Regions from separate parts of the Sus scrofa genome. Here regions 2 and 3 are each linked to region 1. Evidence: chromatin contacts called from public Hi-C and promoter capture Hi-C data. All regions are on one chromosome and are shown on one strand. Each heading gives the region's core, a stretch centred on a gene start, on an enhancer-like site or on the middle of the called end of the contact. The rest is flanking DNA. Distances are from core to core; before and after follow the strand shown.

Evidence for each region. Promoter capture Hi-C pulls out the DNA fragments that hold promoters and counts their contacts. Hi-C and Micro-C count contacts between places; a contact is called where the count stands out from the background.
Region 2: a Hi-C map of embryonic fibroblasts shows a contact between it and region 1, with 2.3 times the contacts expected there. The contact joins the promoter of LRFN1 here to the promoter of PAK4 in region 1. A contact is called at or near these places in 4 of 5 promoter capture datasets (fetal skeletal muscle, liver and skeletal muscle), 25 of 47 Hi-C or Micro-C datasets (adipose tissue, alveolar macrophages, blood and 14 more) and 2 of 2 datasets of contacts at active chromatin or transcription factors (alveolar macrophages and skeletal muscle).
Region 3: a contact with region 1 is called in a promoter capture Hi-C map of liver, with 2.5 times the contacts expected there. The contact joins the promoter of LOC102161030 here to the promoter of PAK4 in region 1. A contact is called at or near these places in 1 of 5 promoter capture datasets (liver) and 5 of 47 Hi-C or Micro-C datasets (fetal heart ventricle, fetal skeletal muscle, mesenteric adipose tissue and 2 more).

The regions. Positions count from the first base shown.
Region 1 is chr6:47,868,004-47,871,117 of Sscrofa11.1, reverse strand. PAK4 (serine/threonine-protein kinase PAK 4) reads right to left here and starts at 1,514. Exons shown (of 10, transcript XM_005664597.3): 1 at 1,305-1,514.
Region 2 is chr6:47,979,836-47,982,949 of Sscrofa11.1, reverse strand. It overlaps LRFN1 (leucine-rich repeat and fibronectin type III domain-containing protein 1), which reads left to right and starts at 1,418. Exons shown (of 7, transcript XM_021094364.1): 1 at 1,418-1,866; 2 at 2,595-2,670. LOC102160572 (a long non-coding RNA gene) reads right to left here. Exons shown (of 3, transcript XR_002344655.1): 3 at 1,356-1,440.
Region 3 is chr6:47,947,288-47,950,401 of Sscrofa11.1, reverse strand. It overlaps LOC102161030 (interferon lambda-4), which reads left to right and starts at 1,692. Exons shown (of 5, transcript XM_013990503.2): 1 at 1,692-1,878; 2 at 2,300-2,371; 3 at 2,466-2,609; 4 at 2,859-2,924; 5 at 3,084-3,114. The coding sequence starts at 1,708.

The DNA of each region.
Region 1 (3,114 bases), core at 265-2,764:
TGGGGAGAGCAGTAGGAAGTGGGATGGGCGTGCCTGAAGACCATGATGAGAGCCTGGGGTTTTAAATACAGAGAACACCCGACTCTGTCCAGGGTACCGCCCCAGGACCCCCGCCAGAAGCCTGTCAGACTCCCTCGGACTCTGGGCCACCCACAAACACCCCATCCCACAGGCCCAGGGGAGCCTCTCCTCCCAGATCACACCCCTCCATGGAGGCCAAAGAGACAGCCCTGCCCAGCCCAGCCCCCTGCTTCCAGGAACAGACCTTCAGCAAGCTACGATGTGGTGACTAGGGCCAGGAGCTCTGGGGTCATTCAAGATTCAGCTTGGAATCTGCTTCTGTCACTCAGTAGAAACTCTTTGAGCCTCACTTTGTCTGTCTGTAAAGTGGGTCCATCTGGTACCCACTTCACAAGATTATGGTATAAGTCCGGGCACACAGGGCGCTGAGTACAATGTTAACTCTCATTAAGCATCAACCAACATCATGAGAATCTGAGAGCCTGCGGAGCCTACAACTCTGAACCCCGAGTTCAAATCTGAGCTGCACCACTTACTCATGAGAAGACCCTGGGCAAATCACTTAACCTCTTAATAATGGCACCAAGCCCATAAGGTTGTGTTCACGATCAAAGGTAATGTAAAGCATTTAGAACAGAGCCTGACACACAGTAAGTGCTCTAGGAGTGTTTGCTCTTATTTTCATCATCTGTGGGAGGAGGGCTTTCTCCTCTTCCCCTCCCCCGCCCCCCCCCGCCCCCGCAGGAAGCACCCTTGACCTTGTTCTTGAATGTCCTACCCCTCCTCTTCAGCAACACGTCCCACCTGGGTTTTAACTTCTGACCCCTGAGAACATCACCTGTCGGGCCACCAGGTTCTGATCTTTGCCCCCTTTGGTCAGGCCCCACTTTTGATCCCATACAGATGTCCCCCAACCTAAATCTCATTCATTTGCTCCACTAGCTGCTGCCCTAAACCTCCAACTCTCAGACCCTCGCAGGCACATCCTCCCTTCAAATTGACCCCCATTTTTTTAGACATTCGCCCCCCTGCCCCTCCAACACGCTCCTACTTCAAATTTCCAATTTTGCACCCCTTCGCCACGCCCCCTTTGCTACCACGACCTCTGACCTACTCTACACCTCCCCCCTGTTCAACGTAGACCCGCGACCCACCCACGACGCGACCCTTTCCTTCGCGAGTCAACTTTGACCCCAGCGGCCCCGCCCCCTATTCCCGTAAACGCTCTCCCACCGCCATCGCCGGACCCCCCCCACGTCGCCTGGCCAGATCGCTTATCCTACCGGCTCGGCACCGCAGTCGCTCGCGGCCTAGCTGCTCGGCCCGGAACTTGGCGCGCTCACGCCGCCCTCAGCTCTCTTGCGCCGCCGCCACCACGGCCACTGCTGCCGCCATGTTGAATCCCCAACGAACATCCGGGGCTTTCCCCCCTCGCCGCCCACCAGTCCCCATAGCAACGGGGCTGACCGGCCCGGGGCAGGGCCGGCTCAGGGGCGGAGCTGGGTGCCCGGCAGGGTCCGCTCCAGCCTCTGATTGGTGAAGATCGTCCAATCGGAAACCTTAGGGAGGAAAATGCCAAGCCGGGATTGGAAAATTTGGAAAGGGTGCGGGGAGGCTGGCTCCAGCCGGCTGAGATTCTTAAAGGGGAAAATGGTTAGGCGCCTGCAACAGTCCTTCCCACCTTCTCTCAAAAGCAGTCATGGGGGGTAGAAGGCAGGCATGGGTGATTATGGCCAGAAACAGCTTTTGAACTTTTACTATGTGCCAGACACCCCGTCAAGTGCTTTACTTGCATTATCTTGCTGAATACTCGTCACAACCCTGTTATTAATATCCGTTTTACAGATTAAAAACTGAGGTTCAGCGGGGCGAACTAGCTCAGTTGGGATCATAGTCAATAAATAGTGAGTTTGGACGACCTTTGTCTGTCTGAGTCCGGGAACTTGACCTGGAACCAGGACACTGATTGATCTTAATCTTTTTAATAAGTTTTTTCAAAAGTATTTATTTGATTTGTTGGAGTTCCCGTCGTGGCTCAGTGGTTAACGAATCCGATTAGGAACCCTGAGGTTGCGGGTTCGATCTCTGGCCTTGCTCAGTGGGTTAAGTATCTGGCCTTGCTGTGAGCTGTGCTGTAGGTTACAGTTGCTGTTCGGATCCCACGTTGCTGTGACTCTAGTAGGGCGGCATCTACAGCTTCGATTCGACTCCTAGCCTGGGAACCTCCATATGCCGCGGAGGGGCCCTAGAAATGGCAAAAAGACGAAAAAAAAAAAAAAAAAAGAAGTAATTGATTTGTTTAAAAAAAAAAAAAAAAAAAAGGAGGGGGAGGAGGATGGGAAACCCCCGTAAACTAAACATTTTTTTCCTGGATTTCACTCACTGGTCTCCAGCCACTTTGCTAAAAAAAAATCAAGTACTCATCTACCTCAAGGTCATTGCATTGACTATTCCTTTTGTTGGGCATAGACTCTCCCCCCTGGTACCTTCATGGCTCCGTCCCTTCTCTTCTTCAGGGTTTTACTCAAATGTCACCTTATCAGTGGGACTGTTCCTGCCCACCCTGACTAAAGCAGCCAAAGTCCCTCTCACATGCTACTAAACCACTTACCTTCTCTGCTTTTTCTTATTTTTTGTTCCTCTTATCACGTTCTAACAGGCTAGATGATTAGCTAATCATAGTTATTGTTTTTCTCCTGCTGGAATGTCAGCTCCATGAGAGCATGGATTTTTGTCTGTTTTGTTCACTGTGGGCTGCCCATTTGTTGAATGGATGGTTGGATGAGGTGTAAAGCCACTTTTTCAGAGATACTCTTAAATGTTTAGTGCATCTTCCCTGCCCTAGCACAGTGTCTAGCGCATGGTGGGCATTTAATTAACATCTGTAGCAGCAATGAATGAGTGACTGTGTAATGAGGTTTTTTTGTTTTTTTGTTTGTTTGTTTGTTTTGGCCACCCAGTGGCATATGGAGTTCTGGAGTTCCAGGGCCAGGGATCAAATCTGAGTCACAGCAACATCGGCTCCTTAACCCACGATGCCGGGGATCAAACCTGTGTCTAAGTGCTCCCAAGATGCCCATGATCCCTTTGTGC
Region 2 (3,114 bases), core at 169-2,668, 110 kb before region 1:
CGTGTCTATTGGGGGGGGCTTCGGCGGTCCTTGGGGGAGACGGCCATGTCTTCCCCTTCCTGGTGGCTGGTTGGGGGGATGGGCAGCCGGTAGGTGGACAGATGGAGGGATGAGAGGCCGAGGGATGGACAGATGGGCCTTGAGGGGAGGGACACAGACTGGGTCCTTCCCCACCCACCCCACCCCAACCCCCACTGGTCAGATCTCCGCAGATGGGGCCAGAGTTGCCTGCATCCAGACGGCCGGGCTGGGGGACCTTTGGGCTGCTGGTGGGAGGATTGCCTTGAACCAGTGCTCTAGGACTCAGCCCCCAACCCCTGAGATTTGACCTGCTGAACTCTGACCTGGCTGGGGATGGGGGGGCTTGCTGGGAGGGAGGGATGCTGGGATTTCTTTGGCTTGGGAAGTAGGTGGGGCGGGGGTGCCTCAGGGCTGGGAGGGATGTGTTCGTGACTGTGTGTGAATGGGAGTCTGTGCCTATCTGTTGACTGTGCCACTGTGGTTCAATATTTTGTGGTGTTTATAAGTGTGTAAATACCTCCCAGGGCTGTTGTGTGAGCATGTGTCTGTGATAAGTGAATATCTCGGAGTATCTGTGCAAAGGTGGATCTTTTTGTACCCGTGTGCTTGTTGGAGTGTGTATCAGCCTTTTAAGTGTCTTTGCACATTGTAGTTCTGTGTGTATGTGTGATGTGTGTATCCGCTAGTGTGTGCATTTATGCATCTGATGGTGTAGGAATATATCAGCTTTGTGAACATGTGTCCTGGGGATATGTGAGGTTGTAAGAGTGTGTTTGGGCACTTAAGAGCATGCACATATGTATCTTTGTGCAAGTGAGCATGTTATATGTGCATGCCCCTGTGTGTTGGCGAGTGTGCAAGGGTAGATCTGTTATAGGTGCATGCACCTGGGGGTAAGTGCATTTCACTGTTGTGTGTGCATCTGTGTTTAAATGTGCAAGGGAAAAGGCAGTGTTGTGTGGTTGTGTGCAGGTGTGTCAACCTTGAGGGTATACGTCTATGTTGTCTCCATTTGTGTGTCCATGTTGGCCTCTGGGGGGTGGGGTTGGGTGCGTTCAAATATATATGTGCAGGGTGATGTGCACACAGGTGCCTGTGTCCCAGCACAAGGCTGACCCCACTTCTGAGCCCAGTGAGACTGGGGTCCCTGTGACGTGACCTGGGGTCTACTGGGGTCCATGGACACAGTGTGTCCACACCTGGGACAGGAGTCAATGGAGGGCAGGGGACACACAGATCCTGCTGCTGTGTCCATGGAAATCCAGATGTAGAGTCATAGGTTGTGGGCCCATGTAGGTTCTGGCATGTCCACACATGTTGGTGTGACAGAGGTGTGACGGCGAACATGGGAACTTCTGGTCCTCTTCCAGCTCCTGGTACTGTTCAGGTCTTTGAAGTTGGGCGACTGGGGTATGGATTCTGGAAAGAGGAAGCTGGGAGCTTAGAATCCTGGGTTTGAAGGAGAAGGGGGCTGAGGGGCCAGACTCCTGGGTCTTGAGAAAGGAAGGGCCTGAGACCTGGACTCTTGAGGGGCAGGGGGAGGAGGGTGGGTTCTTGCTTCTTGAGCCTCCAAAGGACAAAGGACAAAAGTCCTAGACTCTTAGGTTTTGGAGGGTGAACAACAGTCAGAGGCCTGGAATCCTGCATTTGCAGAAATGACTTCTTGGGTCCACTTTAGCCTGTGGAGAACCTGCAGCAGGAAGGCTAAGAGAGTGATCACACCAGGGACGCCCTTGGCTAAGATGGTCTTTCAGGCAGGTCTCCAGAGAGGAGCCAGAAGGATGCTAACCGTGTGGTTTTGTTCCTTTGCAGGGACTGGCCCAGGCCCTGACTCCCTGAAGAGAGGTGAGTGGGGCCCCTCAAGCTGGGGAGAGAGAAATGGAGTGATTGGGTTTGTTCTGAGCCAGCCAGAGGCCTGGAGCTCTGCCTTGTATGGATTTCTGTGGCCGGTATGGCAGTTTCCTGAGGGGCAGGCGCCCACCCAGGCTGGGGGTGGTGACCAGGTCAGGAACATCATGTTTGGGTAAGGGCTTGATAGAACCAGGGCACAGGGTGGGGGTGGGGGTCAGTGGGGCAGGGGTGTCTCAGGCCTGGAGGTAAGATGGGTAAGGTGGTTGGCAAAGGGAAGTCTCCTCTTTATCAGTAAAGGATGCAAGAGTTTCCTGACATGAAATGAGCCTGCATTTGGAGAGCGGCATGAGGATGCTGTACCATTTAGTGTGTGTATGTGCATGGATGTGGGAAAATCTGATAGTCAAACCTGCTAGTGGCTGAGAGAGAGCCAGAGAGAATGATCAAGCTGATGGCAGCTCACATTTATATAGTGTTTCCTGGGTCAGCAACCACTCTAGGTACTTTCCAGTCTATTATCTCATGTAAGACTCATAACAGCCTTATAAGATAGGTGTTATCACCCCCATTTTACCAATGAACACACTGAGGCATAAAGAGAAGAAGTCACCTGACTAAAGTCAGGCATCAGGGCACTGGGATGTGAATGGGGCAGCAGGGGGGCCCAGGTTCTGGTTCCATTGTTATTATTACTGTTTCAATTTGCCCCCCCTACCCCCCAGCTATGGGAAGATTTCCTGTTTCACAGGTTGCAGCTCTGAACCCTGGAGACCCTACAGCCAAGCAGGTGCAGAAAAGGTGGGTCTCCTAACTCAGGAGCGCCACCTCCCAGACCAGGCTTTTCTGTCCAGCATAGAGTAGTGTCCCCTAGGGAGTGCACGACAGGTTAGGAGGGGGCCTCAGAGCTAGTGGGACACCCTGACTCTGCCTCTGCTTCCTCTCTCCAGCCCCATCCCTGCCTCCCTCAGTCTCTCTGTTGCTTCCCCTCTTTGTCGGTCTCTCTAACACTCGTCTTCACTCTCCTGTCTCTCCCTTACGCCGTCTCTTTATCTCAGTCCCTCTTCGCTGCGTGGGTCTCGTCCACTCAGTTTTCCTGTCTCTCTCTGCTTCGGGCTTGCTCCCCAGTCTCTTCGCCTCTCTTTCAGAGTCTTTCTCTTTTTGTCTCTTTGTCTCCCCCTTGTCTCTCCCTGTCTCTTTACCTCTCTCTCTGCCTCTCCTGGTCCCTCCTCTCTGTGTCCACAG
Region 3 (3,114 bases), core at 443-2,942, 79 kb before region 1:
AACTGAAAGCAGCACAAACCAATGGCATGATAGTCCATGTTCAAGGATTGGCAAATTAATATCGTTCAAAGGATCTTATTACCCAAGACAATTCCTATCAAAACACCACTGGCATTTTTCACAGAACTAGAAAACAGGTGTTTTAATTTGTCTAGAAACACAAAAGCTGCTGAATAGTTAAAACAGGCTTAAGAAAGAAGAACAGAGCTGGAAGGATCTCGCTCCCTGACCACAGAAAGGGTATGACGTTGGCAAAAGACAGGCACACAGATCAACGGGACAGAACAGAGAGGCCACAAATAAACCCGTGCATTTATGGCCAATTATTCTACAAAAAGGGAGGCAGGGACACACAAGGGAACAAAGACCGTCTCTCCAATAAGTGGGGCTGTGAAAACCAAACGGCTACCTGTGAAAGAATGAACTCAGAACACTTTCTAACACCATCCAAAAACATAAACTCAAAATGGATTTCTAACTGTTAGACCAGAAACCATAAAATTCCTAGCCGAGAACATAGGCAGAACACTCTGACATGTATTGCAGCAATGTTTTTTTCCCCATCTGTCTCTTAAGGCAAAGGAAACGAAATCAAAAATAAACAAATGGGACTTAATTAAACTTATAAGCTGATGCACAGCAAAGGAAACCATTGATAAAATGACAAGACAACCTACTGAATGGGAGAAAATGTTTGCCGATGATGTGACTGATAAAGGGTGACTATCTAAAATATAAAAACAGCTCCTACAACTCAACATCAGAAAAACAACCTGATGAGAAAATGGGCAGAAGAGGCGTTCCTGTAACAGCTCAGTGGGAATGAACCCGAATAGTATCCATGAGGAAGCAGATTTGATCCCTGGCCTTGCTCTGTGGTTTAAGGATCTGGCGTTGTGAGCTGTGGTGTAGGTGGCAGTCGTAGCTCAGAAGACAGAATTGGATAGAGAGAAGGAGGCCCTGAATCAGATATTTAGGGGTAGTGATGGCTTGGAGATCAAGCTTTGAAGCTGGACAGTGTGTAGGTTGATCTCCCGTCTCTGCCAATTACTGACTATATATTGTGGAAAAGTCTCTTTACTGTGCCTCAGTTTTCTCATCTGTAAATTGGAGGTAGAGCAATTCCTGCAGTGTTATTTCTTTTGTGCATTAAAGGAGGGGATACATATCAGATACTCACTTTCGAAAGAAGGTGAGAGGATTCAGAAAGAGACAGAGACAAAAACTGGTGACAGAGAATTGGGTTAGAGTCATTGCTGGCACTGTTGCCCAGGAGGGTAAAGTCCTCACAGCCCTGCCTGCCCCCTCTGGGCTGATCAATGGCCAGCAATGACATTGGGAAAGCTTCACCTGCGCGGGGAAGCCCGGCTCTCATCATCCTCAGCTGGGCACTTAAAAGCCACCATGGAGGGTCAGGCACCGCTGTCACAGGTGGACACCACTCCGGACACCACTCAGGACAGTGGAAGGCAGGCCCTGCAACAGCACGAGGCACCAAAGACACATTGCAGGTGAGGAGTGAGGGGAGAGAGAAGATGAGGGGAGAAGGGGGGTCCCGGCCCAGCCCGTGTCTCTCCCCCTGCATGTCCTCTGCGATTGTGCTCGGAGCATCGGTCCCTCTGGGAGTTTAACCAGAGGCGGGGTGCTTGGGCTTGGGGGCCTTCTCCTTGGGCCCCCTGATGTCCGTCGCCTCTTGTAGGAACAGGGATGGGACCACGTGGCACAGCCGCGGTGGCTATGGGACTGTGGGTCTTTGTGACGGCGGTCTTCGCGTTGGACCCTGAAGACGTGGTGGTGCCCGGTCGCTGCGTCCTCTCTCACTACCGCTCCCTGGACCCTCAGGCGCTGGTGGCCGTCAAGGCGCTGAGGGACCACTATGTGAGTGATGTCCAGACGCCCGACCCCCGGATCCTGGGCCCGCCGGGTTCAGAGACCACAGTCTTGATCCCGCGGGCGCTCCAGTCCTAGCGTGCAGCAGGAGAAATTCTCAGGGTCCAGAATAGTGACCACTGTCATCTTCCCGGCCGCCCTGGCCCTCGTGTCACACATGGCCTGGGTGCCTATCACAGAGGGGCGCCCCCTCCAGGTGGACTCGGCTCCACACCGGGGCGCAGGCTCCGCCCGGGGAGCACGAGTGTGTTTCAGGCCTGGCTCACGCCTTCGGAGAGCTGCCTGGTAGGGACACCGTAAGCACAAACGTCCCCGCCCGTCCTGATCTACGTCGAGCAATCCCCGATGTTCCAGAGCTTCGGGGGCCCTGGCGAGTAGGCCCAGGGTCACCCCGGCCCTTGTCCCTCAGGAGGAAGAGACGCTGAGCTGGAGGCCACGCAACTGCTCGTTCCGCTTGAGGAGGGACCCTCCGCCGCCATCGGTGAGGCCGGAGGCCCGAGACCAGGGAGGGGTGGGGTTGGGGCTGAGGCGAGCGCAGGGCGCGGCCCCGTCTGACGCCCTCCGGGTCCCCGCAGTCCTGTGCGCGGCTCCGCCTGGTGGCCCGCGGCCTCGCCGACGCCCAGGCGGTGCTGAGCAGCCTGCCGAGCCCCGAGCTGTTCCCCGGCGTCGGCCCGACCCTGGAGCTGCTGGCGGCCGCGCGGCGGGACGTGGCGGCCTGTGTGAGTGAGGCCCTCCCTGGCCCCGCACCCCCGCCGGCTCGCGCTGGGCCCTCGCGGCCCCCCACCCTCACCCCCGATTGCCCGTCTGTCCCGCTGAGCCCCGAAACGGGCGCAGGCACGATTCGCCTAGTCTCGGTGTCCCCAGCGCCGGCCTTCGCTCTGCAGCGGGGAGGCTGAGGGGCGGGGGCACGTGGCACCGGGAATCGGTTCTTCGCCTTCTTCATCACCTCGTGTTTCCTCCCCATCCAGCTGGAGCTGGTCCAGCCAGGCTCCGGGAGGAAGTCCCTGCGGCCGCCCAGGAGGCGTCACAGAGCTGTGAGTGGAGCAGGCGCCAAAGCGGTTGGACCGCAGGGGGGCGGCGTGAGGTCGAGAAGGGACGCGAGCGGGTTTGGAGCGTTGAGCGCCTGGAGGGGAATCTCTCTTGGGAAGGAGATTCCTGACGCAGCCGCGCTCTGCCTCCTTCCTGGGCTCCAGGACTCGCCTCGGTGCCACGAAGCCACCGTCA